2 separate regions of the Sus scrofa genome follow, and region 2 is linked to region 1. Evidence: chromatin contacts called from public HiChIP or PLAC-seq data. All regions are on one chromosome and are shown on one strand. The core of a region is the stretch at or near the end of the contact, and the rest is flanking DNA. Distances in the headings are between cores, read along the strand shown.

The links. HiChIP or PLAC-seq counts read pairs in DNA pulled down with a chosen protein or histone mark.
Region 2: a contact with region 1 is called in an H3K27ac HiChIP or PLAC-seq map of alveolar macrophages. The contact joins two enhancer-like sites. A contact is called at or near these places in 1 of 47 Hi-C or Micro-C datasets (embryonic fibroblasts) and 1 of 2 datasets of contacts at active chromatin or transcription factors (alveolar macrophages).

The regions. Positions count from the first base shown.
Region 1 is chr7:9,771,099-9,778,556 of Sscrofa11.1, reverse strand. The region is part of intron 1 of GFOD1 (glucose-fructose oxidoreductase domain-containing protein 1); the gene reads left to right. Among named protein-coding and RNA genes, the nearest start is that of TBC1D7, 66 kb to the right of the region's middle. Within about 2 kb of position 2,411, at least 6 of the 83 cell types and tissues checked have an H3K27ac peak or open chromatin away from gene starts, as enhancers often do. A contact at or near this core is called in alveolar macrophages, where this site is marked.
Region 2 is chr7:10,324,714-10,331,684 of Sscrofa11.1, reverse strand. No RefSeq gene overlaps it. Among named protein-coding and RNA genes, the nearest start is that of CD83, 18 kb to the left of the region's middle. Within about 2 kb of position 3,079, at least 27 of the 83 cell types and tissues checked have an H3K27ac peak or open chromatin away from gene starts, as enhancers often do. A contact at or near this core is called in alveolar macrophages, where this site is marked.

The DNA of each region.
Region 1 (7,458 bases), core at 1,162-3,661:
TGGCCCCTCTCTCCCTCTGCAGTGTCCGGCAGGGAAGGGCTCATTTCTCACATGTCTTTGCCAGATCATGGTTGTTCCGGGCGCAAGGCCAAGTGCTCCCATCCCCGGGGAGCCGACCCAAGAAGAGCTGCCCCGTGAACTTCTGCTCCTCGGTTGGGCAAGCTCAGAAAGCCGGCTGGTGCGTGTGAGGAGGGCAGAGGTGGAGTTCAAGTCACCCCATCTGTTGCATCACCATCCACGTTAAACAGAAGGTTTGGGTGTGCAATGCTCTTCTGATGAAATTCGGTGACTCAGGAAAAGCCATCTGACTAAGTCCTGTTGCGGTAGGTTTATCCTCTGAGCCCCCTTTGATCTTAATTTGACCCCAGATTGATGTCCCCCCAAGTTTCCACTTTGATTTGGCTGTGTAGACCCTCGCAGCTACATGGAACCCAACCTCTGCTTTGACGGTTTTGATTCTAAGATAAGCTGTTTGAACTGGGCCATCTTGGACAATTTTCCCGGCCGTTGTAACAGGGTATTTCCAAGACATTCCAAAGACACGAGACCAAGGGCTTCTTTCTTTTTTTTTCCTTTTTTCTTTTTGTCTTTTTAGGGCCGCACCCATGGCATTTGGAGGTTCCCAGGCTAGGTGTCTAATAGGAGCCATAGCCACCAGCCTACCCCACAGCCACAGCCATGTGGGATCTGAGTGGCGTCTGTGACCTACACCACAGCTCACAGCAACACCGGATGCTTAACCCACTGAGCGAGGCCAGGGATCAAACTTGTGTCCTCGTGGATGCTAGTCAGATTCGTCTCTGCTGAGCCACGATGGGAACTCCAAGGGCTTCGTTTTGAATATGACCCTTTATTCCACTGTCTAAGTCCGTCTGCTCAAGGAGTGCTGCTCTGTGTCCAGCCTGGAGTAAGCAGCATATGGAGGGAGGTGGAACCAAAAGAAGGTGAATCCCTGCAGCCCAGAAGAATATAATCTACTTAGGAATGTAAGATTCTTCACCAGTAGGAGTGGGAGGAAGAACCAGGGGCTGGCTCTCCAGAATGAGAGCCAAACAGTGGCGCATTGGTCAGCGTTCTCTGGAGAAACATAACCAACCAATTGGAGATGTATCTGTGTTTATGTCTATGTTTATGTCTATCCATCAGTCAGTCTATATCTTGTGGTATGGTGTAATTACTAGTGCTTTGCCTATCTTCCCTTTGACCGTTGGCAGGACTGCATCTTATACATCACTTTTTTTTTGGGGGGGGGGTCTTTTGCCATTTCTTGGGCTGCTCCCCCGGCACATGGAGGTTCCCAGGTTAGGGGTCGAGTCGGAGCTGTAGCCGCCAGCCTATACCAGGACAATCCCAGCAACACGGGATTCAAGCTGCGACTGTGACCCACACCACAGCTCATGGCAACACCGGATCCCTCACCCACTGAGCAAGGCCAGGGATCGAACCCGCAACCTCGTGGTTCCTAGTCAGATTTGTTAACCACTGAGCCACGACGGGAACTCCAGGACTGCGTCTTATACACCACTTTTATCTCCAGCATCTAGCGTGGCTCTTGGCAAATTATAGATGTGGCACAGACCCCTGGTGGTCCCTCCCCTTAGTCAGTTCTCCCCTCCTTCTCTAATAACAAAACCATGAACTTTCAGTTGGACCCATGGTTGCCAGGAATAAAAGCAGAGACTTATCACAAGGAATGAGGTCACATATTTATGGAGACTGAGGGGTCCCAAACCTCTAGTCAGTAAGCTGACGACCCCGTGGAGCCAGTCCAAAGGCCTGAGAACCAGGACAGCCAGTGGTGTTAGTTCTTGTCTAAAAGCCGACGAATGGGCTTGAGACTCAAGAAAGCTGAAGTTTCAGTTTTTGTCCAAGGGCAAGAAAAGACTGATGTCCCAGCTCAGACAGTAGGGCGGGAGGAGCTCCCTCTTACTCAGCTTTCGGACTAGGGTCTTCAGTTAATTGAATGGGGCCCACCCACCTTAGGGAGGGCGGTCTGCTTTACTCAGTCTACCAGTTCAAATGGGAACTGCATCCAGGAAACCCTCCCAGGTACCCCAGATTAACGTTTAACCAAATGTCTGGCACCCTGTGGCCCAGTCAGGTTGACATATAAAATAACCATCACGGTGGGGTTCTCTGTTTTAGGGGTATCCTCCTTTCTCTTCTTCAGCAAATAAATCCTAAGCATATAATTTCAGCTACTCTAACCCAGTTCCAAAGTAACAATTTTGATCTCACACAGCAGTGCTGAAAGCAGCCTGAAAGCTTCACACTGTCCGGGATCCTTCCTGTCTTGTTGCACCAGCATCTCTAGGGTGTTGTCCTGGCCTACATGGCCCAAGATGCCCAACGACCCGCCTTCCCCGCACCATTCACATTTGTACAAGAAGTGGGGAGATGGAGAATTGCGCCATGGGAAGTTTATTTACCACTTCTCCTCATATCCTATTGGCTGGAACTAAGTCACATGGCCACACATAGCTGCAAGGGACACTGGGAAATGTAGTTTTTATTCTTGGCAACGTGGGTCCAGCTATAACTTAATGGTTCTGTCACTAGAACCACTAGGGGGAGAGGAAGGATGGCCAGGGGTCTGTGCTATACCTCAGCTTTGCCAAGACCCATGCTTGGTGCTGGAGGTAGAAAGGTGTGTTAAGTTGTCATCCTGCTGACCTGGGAGCTAGATCAGTGTGATATGTCCTGCCACGGAGGTAAACACAGGCAGCCAAGCTAGAGCAGGACTGTCAGTGGCTTCCCTGTGAGCTCTCTACATCATTTTAAAGGACAAGTATTACTAGGCCCAATGGGTTGAAAGTCCATTTCTTTAAACCCCAATTTCAGCTGGACTTATCTTTTCCCCTTCTTTGGCAAATTGAATTCAGAAGTTGAGGTTCAGATCTTGGTACTTTGTGTCAAGTAAGGAGCTCTACCATATTCTTGGAAGCGTGAATTAAAAACAAAGTAGGATTCCTTCCCTTTTCTGTCTCTGCCTCTCTCTACTTTCTGCCTCTCCCCACCCCCTGCATTTGTTTAGTCTGGGATTAAGGCGTTCTCTGGTCCTGGCAGGAACACAGGCATCCTTTCTGATCCATGTTACCCTGTGCATTTTGGGCTCTTGAAGGCTTGGTGCAAGATGCCTTTTAAAGGATTTCAGAGAGTTCCCGTTTTGGCTCAGTGGAAGCGAACCTGACCAGTTCATGAGGATGCAGGTTCTCTCCCTGGGCCCACACAGTGGGTTAAGAATCCGCTTTGCCACGAGCTGCAGTGTAAGTCACAGGTGCAGCTTGGATCCCGCGTTGCTGTGGCAGTGGTGTAGGCTGGCAGCTGCAGCTCTGATTCGACCCCTAGCCTGGGAACTTCCGTATGCCACAGGTGCAGCCCTAAAAAGACAAAAAATAAAGGGTTTCAGGATGGGGGGCCAGGGGGAGGAGTGGTGGGGCAGAGAGCCCTTAGGTAAAGCAGTAAACAAAGAGCAAGCAGGCGTTTCATTTTCCATTAGCCAGAGAGGCATTTTATTTCCACTAGAAATGGGAACAGACGTGGAAGCAATTAGTGTTAGTGGGTTTACAGTGACGTCCCCGAGCCAGCAAAATCCTGGGGCCAGATGTCTGTACTTTTACTCATTCCTTGTTCTGAGAACATTCGTGAGTTCTTTCCACCCCTGCCCGTCCCACCTCCTGCCAAAAAGACCCAAAATATCACAGTTGGGAGAACATAATATTCCTGGAATAGCAGAGGGAGGAGGCCCATTCTTGGGAGATGGAGAAGGCTGTCTCGGGAGTTGGGGAGGGGAGGTCAGGCGTAGCAGGAAAGACCCTCCCCACACGACCTGCAGGCAACTGCTGAGTTGGGGCCAGAGCTTGAAGTAGAGATAAGGATGAAGAGTGGTGACCTCACAGCCCCCACCTTCCATTCTTCTTTGTCCTATCTCACCCCCCATATGCGTGGAGTACAGAGGATGGAAGCAGAAACCACAGCAGGAAAGGAAGCCCGGAATATCCTTTGCTCCCCGCTGTGCACTAGAATCACATGATCTCGCTTTCACTCCATCTCAAACTTCACCACGGACCACTGTCACCACTGTGAAAGCCAAAGCCCCAGAGTCTGCCCCTTAAATGCTTTCCAGCATGGATGTTCTTTTCCTGTATAACCGCAGCTCTTCCTTGAAGGTCTTACAATGCCTGGTCTGTCATTGGTTTTCTCTATCTTCACTGTCCAGTGGACAAACCACTGGCCACATGTGGCTGTTGAGGACACAGAGTGCAGCCATTCCAAATTGAGATACCAATTGTAAGTGTAAGATACCCACTAGTTTTCAAGGACTTAGTTTGAAAGAGGAATATAGAATGTTTCTTTTTCCTTTTTCCATGTGACTCTTAGAAAATGAAAAAGTGCACAAGTGGCTTGCCTTTGTATCTTGGGTTATACTTCCCTTGGAACATGTTATCTTTAAAATGTTTTAGAGCCATAGTTTTTGTTATTAAAAATATTTTGAAAAACTCTAAAACCTTCCAAAACTCAAAAAGTCTTTTTTTTTTTTTTGCCTTTTCTAGGACGGCTCCTGCGGCATATGAAGGTTCCCAGGCTAGGGGTCTAATCAGAGCTGTAGCCACCAGCCTACACCACAGCCACAGTAACGCGGGATCCAAGCTGCATCTGTGACCTACACCACAGCTCACGGCAATGCCAGATCCCCAGCCCGCTGAGCGAGGCCAGGGATCGAACCTGCAACCTCATGGTTCCTAGTCAAATTCGTTAACCACTGAGCCATGACGGGAACTCCTAAAAAGTCTTTTTTTAAAAAAGAAGAGGCTCCCCAAACATTTGTAAGAAGAAAATTGGATAATCTCCAAAGGGATCTCACAGCATTTGAGGTGGTACGTGGAAACTTAATCACATTCAGGAAGCAAACAATGATGTAAGCAAGTGAGATATGCCTGAGGTTATATGATAGGGAATAGTGGGGCTTGTGGTTTACTGGGATGAGGTGCCCTATATAAAAGCATCCAAATTCAAAAATTGTACATGATAGTTGCTCGGTGCTCCATAAACCACATCTTCAGGTGGAATTTGGCCCAGAGGACTCCAACATGCTACCCTTGGGACCTTGGAAGCAAACAGTTTTTACACTACACATCCCACAAAAAGCATCCTTTGTAGAGAATTCAAACTTTGTTAGACTTCTTTTGTTAAATCTAGAGATGGCATTAGATATCTTGTACCCAAGCCCACACATAGATTTTGCTCCGTAGCTTACATGTTCTTTTCCTAAGAACACGGCTAACAGTGAACTCATGTGGACCGAGTTCATGTTCTGGGAGATGCCGGCATTGCCTCATGTAGTTCTTGTAACAATCGCATGAGGACGTGATTCATTTTCACGGAAGCTTGTGAAATTAAGCAAGGAATTGGCAGGACTGAGGTTCATGCCCATGTGGTTCAAATGCCACAGTCATAATCTACTAACACCTGGTCTCAGGTTTTACTCCTGTGTTTTCTTCTGAACATTTTATAGTTTTTTCTCCCACATTTAGGGCTTTGATTTCTTTTGAGGTAACTTTTGCACATGGCATGAAGTAAAGGTCCAACTTCACCCAGTTGTCCTAACATTGATTATTGAAGACTATTCTTTTTTCCATCGGATGGTCTTGGTGCTGTTGTTGAAAATCAATTAGCCGTAGGTGTGAGGGTTTATTTCAGAATTCTCAATTCTATCTCATTGATCTCTTTGTCGATTCTCAGTTCAGTAGCACACCATCCTGATTACTGTAGCTTTGTAGTAAGTTTGAAATCATGAAGTGTCCATCTTCTAACTTTGTTGTCTTTCAAGATGGCTTTGGCTATTCTAGGTGCATCTCCGTATGAATTTTAGGATGAGCCTATTAATTTGTTTTAAAAAGACAGCTGGAAATTTGATAGAAATTGTATCGACTCTGTAGGTCAATTTGGATAGTATTGCATCTTAACAATATTAGATCTTCTGATCCATGAACATAGGATATCTTTACAATTAAGTCAGTCTTCTCTGATTTCCTTCTGCAGTTTTTCTTTGAGTTTTCAAAGTTAAAGTTTTACATTTCTTAAATATATTCCTAAGCATTTTATCCTTTTTGATGCTGTTACAGACTTGTTTTCCTAATTTAATTTTCAGGTGGTTCATTTTTCTGCAAAATTTGAAAGACTGTCACACCCTCCAAAATATGTATACAATATTCCACCTGTAAATACCTAAGTTAGCATCTGTTAGTTTCCTTCTTTTCTCCTTTTCTCCCTCCCTCCCTGTCCACTTCCTTCTCAATTAGCCACCATGGCACTATTGGACCCATAACAATTAACAAGAATTCCCAGCTCTCATTCACCACGCAGTCCAGACTCTCACCTCTTTGATCATCTCCGGAATGTCTTTTCCGTGGTTGGCCTTCTCAATTCAGGATCCAAATAAGCTCTCCCCTTATACCTGGCAGTGATATCTTTCGAGTCTCATTCATTTTCTAATGGTTCTTTTCTCTTTTTCATGCATTGAGGATTTAAATGTACATAATTCAGGCACAGAGAATCTCTGACCTTATATAAAGCTAACATCTACCATCAGATCATCCTTGTTAGATGGAGTCGGGCCCCTCCCAGTTTGTTTCAGATAGAGAAATATAAAACACAGAATGATTTCCTCCGGCCGTAGGTCCATTGGTCTGCACAAGTGTGTAATGGTGTTGTTGGCTCTCCAAGTACCTGTCGAGGAGAAAGAATCCCCGATGGAGATTTTGGACACAACACCGTTGTTTCCTAGCCCCACCCCCCATACTTGAGCAACAAAGACTAATTGTTCTAAGGAGTAACAAAGAAGGCTCGCGCTCATCGCACTTACTCAATGGAGTAGAGAGCCAGACTCCCCCCGACCCCTACACTCCCGGCGAGTGGAAGAGTTTCCACTCCCAGCCTCTCGTGTTCCCATTTCTCATCCCTGACCTCCAGTCACCAGATGTGGTTTTTCTCTCTGTTCTTCCAAGACTCTTCCCTCTTCCCATCATATAAAACATTGATCTGGAAGCAAGACACAAGCCTGCAATTAGAGCCAAAACAGAGCATACACGTGGAAAAATCCCTTAGGAGTTTTTTCATGGTATGTGCCTAGAAAAATCCCACTTTTGTGTTTTTTTTTTTTCCATTGGCAGCAATTCCGTGCTGACAAGATGTGTGCTGTTTTCATCACTGTATGCTTGTGGATTACTTCTAATTTATATTGCTCTTGCAAGAGGAGGCATGAAAAATATTTCCCCATCCAGTGTGGCCAGGTACCAGGCCACCAGCATACAGAAGCCACCTTGGAGCTGAAGTAGGGTCTTGGCAATTGAGCTGCCAACCTTCAAGGTGCGGGACCTGGGCAGATGTGGAGGGCTCCTGGGTGACAGGGAGGTACTCAGAAATCTCAGGGCAGAGGTTACTGATAACTGATAGATA
Region 2 (6,971 bases), core at 1,830-4,329, 550 kb before region 1:
TGGTTGCCAAGCGGGAGGGGGAGGGAGTGGGATGGACTGGGAGTTTGGGGTTAGGAGATGCAAACTATCGCATTTAGAGTGGATAAGCAATGAGATCCTGCTGAATAGCACAGGGAACTATATCCAGTCACTTGTGATGGAACATGATGGAGGATAATGTGAAAAGAAGGTATATATACGTATAACTAGGTCACTTTGCTGTACAGCAGAAACAGACAGAACATTGCAAATCAACTATAATAAAAACATTAAACAAAACAAAAAAGATGATGGGTGCCCAGAGGTCTGCTTAGGTCACCCCTGACCTTTCACCCCGAGCCTCTAAGGGGTTTTAGAAAGGCCAGTTTGAGGAGCCAATGCCAACCTGTTTTTTAAAGGAGGAAAGGGAGGCTCTCAGGGACTAAAGTCACAGCACACGTGGCCCTCCTGGACCTCTGACGGGCTGCGCGAGGACCGGAAAGCAAGGGGAGGGCAGTGGGACCTGAGCCTACGTCTCCAGGCTCTCTGCCCTGTGGGTCCGCCTATAGGCTTTGTCTTCACGGGAAATGAACTCCACCAGCTCTGTGTTAGTGCTCGCGGCCAAGGGTCAGGAGAAGGCTCGGGTGCGGGGGGCCGGGTGGCAGACAGACCTGGGGAGCCATCTGGCACTGCCCACTCAGTTGGCCTCACCTCCCCAGCTTCTGGGGCACAGAGACTCCCACTGGTGCCGAGGATGGGGGTGCTGTGTGTGGACCACCGGCCTGGCAGTCTCTCTGAGTAAGAAATGTCTGCCTGAATGGTCCCCGCTGGCCCTCTAGTCTCACACACAATAGTTCTTTGTGGAAACTACAGAGTAGAACCACAGAATCCTCCTGAAACGCCTCCCGGATACCAAGGGGGAGATGAATCTCCTTTCGCACGACACAGCGCAGGAGCCCAGGTGGTCCACCCTGGCCCATCGCCACTCCTTGGAGTAGAGGAAGTCTTACGTTCTTCCTCTGAGCAGCCTCAGGACCAAGCAAGATACGTTTTCACTCCAGTCCCACGGCAGGTACCTTGAGGGCAGGGCCTGAATCCTGTCCCCTTTGTGTCCCTACAGACTCGGATGCAGAGGAACAGACATGGCGGGTTTGGGTTGTTGAATGAATGGATGCGAACAGCCTAACACCAACACCACTTCTATCCCATGCCGGGCACTGTTCCGAGGGTCTCATTTCTCTCAGAAGCCTCCGAGATAAATGTCATTTGCGTCCTTATTTGACAGAGGCGAACAGTGGCTCAGAGACGTAAAGTAATTTGCCCAAGATTATTCATTTGGAAATTGATAGAGCCAAGATTCAAGTCCAGTCGGTGCCTTTCCCTGCCAGGCGTTTCGGGGGTCAAGCTCCTGGCCGGACAAGGCTAGAGATGAAGCAAGATGCTGACGTGGGCTGGGCAGCCTCGTGGCGGGGCCAAGGCCTGCTCCTTTGGTGGGGGCAGTGTTAGTAGACACATTTGAAAAGCACCCATTGATTTCAGATTTAATTTACAGGACATAAAACCTACCCTTCAAAATTCAGGGGTTTTCAGTAAATTCACGGGCTGTGCGACCCTCGCTGCCGCCTCATTCCAGAACATTTCTGTCACGTCAAAAAGAAACCCACTCCCAGGAACGGTCGCTTGCCATCCTCGCTCCTCGCAGCCCAGCAACCAGTCTGCTTCCTGCCTCTGGAACCGTGTCCAAGCCCCTGAGTTCTTGGGGTTTGAAGCAAAAGGCTTTAGCCTCCCAGACCTCCCATCAGCCTCAAAAGGCTGAATATTGGTTCAGCTAAAAACGAGTTAAAACAGTCTCCGTCATGTTGTGTCCCGCCTTGGCCACTCACTTACTCTAACCGGCTTGTCACCAATAATTTCTTGCTTGCTGAATTGCCTTCTTCTACTAATGGTTACTTTCTAGTTAGAGATATAGTGCACCTGGGGTTTTGTTTTCCTTTGAAGCCCCCCACCCCCGCCCCGCCCAGCACCCACATGCTTTCCTGAGCAATCTTCAGGGCAGAGAGAGAGTCAAGGTATGATAACCCCAAAGACCACCAGAAACCGTCCCCAGACCACCTGACTCCGGCCTCGATGACTGTGAAACAATCTATGGAGGAGGAAGAATGCAGACACCGTCATCCTTATCAACAGCCCTGATTTTTCAGGCTAAACCTCTAAAGCCTGTTGCCATCCCCTCAAGGGAGGACCCAGTCTTGAGGGCATTAGCCTCCTTTGCCTGCAAAGCAATAAAGCTGTTCCTTCTGCTTCCCCCAGAACTCTGTCTCAGACGCTTAATTGGTGCCGGTGTACAGAGGCTAGGTTACAGCTACACCTCTATGGGTCGGTCCCATCTGGACTTTTCTTTTTTGCTTTTTAGGGTCATACCTGCTGCATATGGAAGTTCCCAGGCTGGGGGTCGAATCGGAGCTGTAGCTGCCAGCCTACACCACAGCCACAGCAACGCCAGATCCGAGAGGCGTCTGAAACCTACCCCGCAGCTCACGGCAATGCTGGATCCTTAACCCACTAAGCAAGGCCAGGGATCGAACCCGCATCCTCATGGATACTAGTCAGATTCGTTTCCACTGCACCACAACAGGAACTCCTGGACCTTTCAGGCAAGGGGACCACACAGCTGGGGGTCAAAGGCAGCTCCGCTGATGACCTTCTCTCGGCACTTCACACACTTGCTTTCTCCTTATTTCTGCTCAGGACGCTTCTCCATAGTTCACACCAACATCATGACAATTCACTATCTTAAATTTGCTCTTACAATGAGCTCAGGGAGATCACATTTCCCCTTTTCTCTGTTCCTCCAAGCCTGGCTGAAAAAACAACGCCCTTAAAAACTGTGAGGTCACTCCGCGAGGCTGTCCTCCCACTTGTTTTGGAGAACACTATGGCTTCTGCCTACTGACAGGAGTCCGAGGCTGGAAAGCGTGTTGACCCCTGTCCAGCGGGTTCACTGGATGTGGTGGCCCATGCGCTTTGAAAAATCCCTTTGGCTTTCTTTGGGGACAGAGATGGAACCAGGGACATGAGGAGGCGTTTCTGAGTCATACTGAGAACTTCCCTTTGCACAAAGGATCATCCAGCTCACCGACTTTTTTAGGCTCCAAATGAATCGCATACGCTGCCCTTCCCTTCCTTCTTCCTCCCCCCAGCTCTGGTCCTCACCCCACCCCCGACCCGTCACACCCAGGCTGGGCTTGGAAGAGTTGACCAGGGGCTGGCCGGCAGCGAGGGGGCTGCCTCCTCCCCCCGACAGGGGATAGAAAAACTACCATGTGAACACTGGACCACAGTGGACCTCGAGCCTCCCTAGACTGGAGACTTTACCTGCGCCTACGCTCCTCTACGCTGAACGAGTATCAACAAAGCTGTTACCGTGGAGGGAAGGGAAGCTTCTAAACAAAGCCCTTTAGCTCTGTCTGACCAAAACTGCCTGCTCAGGGTTGCGGCTCCTTTGGCTTTGTTCTCTTTGGCTGGATCTAGAATCTGTGTTTCCACACACCAGCTCTAGGTGGCAGTAATGGACCACGGAGATCTGCGGTTCGCTAGGTGACAAACAGCCTGCAAAGTTTCAAGTCCAGAGGCTGAGAGGAAGCTCAAGGGATCTATATGTTCCTAGGTGCCAAGGGCACCTGATGATCAGTTGCCACCATTATCTCTTCCGGTCCCTGGGTTGGAGGAAGGAAAGCCACAGACTCCTAAAGACATTACATGAAGGATGCAATGGAATGAGTTGATGGGGGAGGTTGTACAAACTGTCTTCATATTTACACACTCCCCCCTACACACACACAAATATACTGAAGCGTGTGAGCCTAACGAAAAAGTGCACTTGAGAAATCATTCCCCTGGATTTATTTACATAAAGAGTTTACGGGGCAGCATCCTCATGTGCAAAAATGGGGCTAAGAGTTCCAACTTCCTAGGGTTATTTTGAGAATTAAATTAATCTTTATTAAAAAAATGAGTTGCCTAACACAAAGACATACAGAGAAACACACACGCGCACACAGAGGGAAGTCATTATCGAGCTAACAAAATTAGTGGGAAGAGCTCTGTTTGGCCATACATCATCCTGGGTCCTGACCTGGAAATCACTCAGCTCTAACTAGCTGCCTCATTACCAAGGTCACTGGCTTTGTCTCCTTCCCAGAGCAAATCACCCTCTAATCGTGTGGGTCGCTGCTCTGTACACTGGGGATTAACTGCCTTCCAGGCTTAAGATCACATTTGAAATGCACTTTAAAAATAGATATGCATTTATGAAAGGTAAGGGAGAAATATTTTCACATGTTCATCTTCAGGTGGGAGGCTGTTCTTGGATTTTAAAATACGTGTAATCTATAAACTGTCACTCGCCTGATGGGGCCAGAAAGAGAGAAGACTGGAATTATTCCTTACCATGGTCCCTTTGGATCCAAGATTCATGGGTCATGCACAGATTGCTTTGTTTGGTGGGGCAGACAAAACCTTAAGATCCTTTCTTCTGAGGCTTCTGCACAGGACCAAAATTCTATGGTTGTCAGTCACCCCCAGTAAGGAGACAAGATCTGACAGTGATAATACTTCTCCCTGAGTCTGTCTTTCGTTCTATGATAATTAATTTAAAAGGACATTTTCAACACTTGGGCCAGATAATAGAAAAATTAGAGTAAGAAGGCAACCAGCTGGCTTCTCAACCATCCTGGCAAGTCATGATCAGAGTGGCCCCTGGCAAGAGCTTCTGCGCCAGACACATCTTGGCGGGGCTCCTCCAGAGGAGGTGGGGGGGAGGCAGCAGAGCAGTCAGATGACTTCACTGCCGCTGGGCTGAACCATCCAGTGCTCTGCACCTGGGGGCTGGTCAGAGGCTCTTCAAAGCCTTCTGGAAGTTTCTGTGGCCCATGTGTCCATCAGAGAGTGAAGGATCCCATCATTGCCCAACTGGCCCCCTTGCTTCCAACCCTGCTGCTCTAGTCTATTTTCCAGGGCTATCCTGCACGTGTAAGTGGGGTTCTGCACCCTCTGAAGAGCCAGTGCTCAGTGTGTCCCAGCACAGAGGACAAAATCCCAAATCCTTACCGGGACTTTGATTTGGTCCGCACTACCTCCCTGACCTCATCACCTGCCATTCTCCCATTCTCGGCAGTAACCTTACTGGCCCCCAGCTACTTCTTTTTTTTCTCTTTCTTTCTACAGCTGCACCTGCAGCATATGGAAGTTCCCAGGCTAGGGGTCAAGTCAGAACTGCCATTGCGGCTCAGGCCACAGCTACAGCCATGCAAGATCTGAGCCGCATCTGCGACCTAAGCTGTAGCTCACAGCAATGCTAGATGCTTAATCAAATGAGCAAGGCCAGGGATCAAACCTGCATCCTCATGGATACTAGTTGGGTTCCTAACCCACTGAGCCACAACAGGAACTCCCCCCAGCTATTTCTTAAACACTCAGGCTCACCCTTCCTCAAAGCATTTGCCACTCTGTTGCCTCTGCCTGGAATGCTCTTCCTCCAGTTACCCAGCTCCTCTTCATTCAGGTCTCTGGTCAATTGGCACCATATTAGAAAGACCCTCCTTCCCTTCCCCCAACTCTCTCTCCTTCCCATCACTCTTTCTGGTTTGAAACAAACCAAAAATGAAACAAACTTAATGACAAGTTGCAAAAAAGAATACAGAGGACTTTTCCCCCGAACTATTTGAGAGTGAGCTGCCAACACAATGCCCCATTGGTGTCAGATGTTCAAGTCTGGAAGGCTTAAACAAGAACATTCTCCTAACAACCATAATCCAGCCAGCAGGATGGGGATGTGGACATTGGTCCATCACTGCCACCCAGTCCTCAACCTCATTCGCGTTTCATCAATGGTCCCACAACATCCTTTATAGCCAGAGGACCCTGTACAGAAGAATCCTGTACCCTTGTTTAAAAATTCTTAAGAATTATATCTGGAATCTAATATACAGCACAAATAAACCTTTCCATAGAAAAGAAACTCATGGACTTGGAGAACAGACTGTGGTTGCCAAGGGGGAGGGGGAGGAGGAGGGAGTGGGATGGCCTGAGAGTCTGGGGTTAATAGATGAAAACTATTGCATTTGGAGTGGATAAGCAATGAGATCCTACTGTATAGCACAGGGAACTATATCTAGTCACTCGTGATGGAGCGTGATGGTGGATAATGTGAGAAAAAGAATGTATGTATGTGTGACTGGGTCACTTTGCTGTACAGTAGAAAACTGATAGACCACTGTAAACCAACTATAATGGAAAAAAATAAAAATAATTTAAAAATAAAAAAAAAATTTTTTTTGTCTTTTTTGTATTTTTAGGGCCGCACTTGCAGCATATGGAGGTTCCCAGGCTAGGGGTCTAATCGGAGCTGTTGATGCCGGCCTATGCCAGAGTCACAGCAACACCAGATCCGTGCCACAGCTCACGGCAACACCGGATCCTTAACCCATTGAGCAAGGGCAGGGATCGAACCCACAACCTCATGGTTCCTAGTTGGATTTGTTTCCACTGCACCAAGACGGGAACTCCTAAAATAAAAATTCTTAAGCATTTCAAGATGTTGGCAGCAGAGCATTAAACCAAGCGTGGGATCCTGGAGCAACGATGGGGGCCTGAGCCAAGCCAGCGGCAGTGGGGAAGGTAGAAGAGAGAGACAGTGGACATGGCAAGGAGACAGACCCAAGAGGCTTGAGGGGTGGGGACATGGCTCCTGAGACACCGGAAGAAGAGCAGGAGTGGGGGGAGGGGAGGTGCAGGGGAGCAGGGAGTTCATCATCTGATTTTAGACACACCAAGTATGAAAAGGGATGGCAGGATGTCAGGTAGAACTGTCCTGTAAGAAGTTGGCCACGACACAAAGAGAACAGACCTGTGGTTCCCAAGGGATGGACGGGGAGTTTGGGATTGGCAGATGCAAACTATCAACACATAGAATGGATAAATGATGAGGTCCTGCTAAAGAGCACAGGGAACTG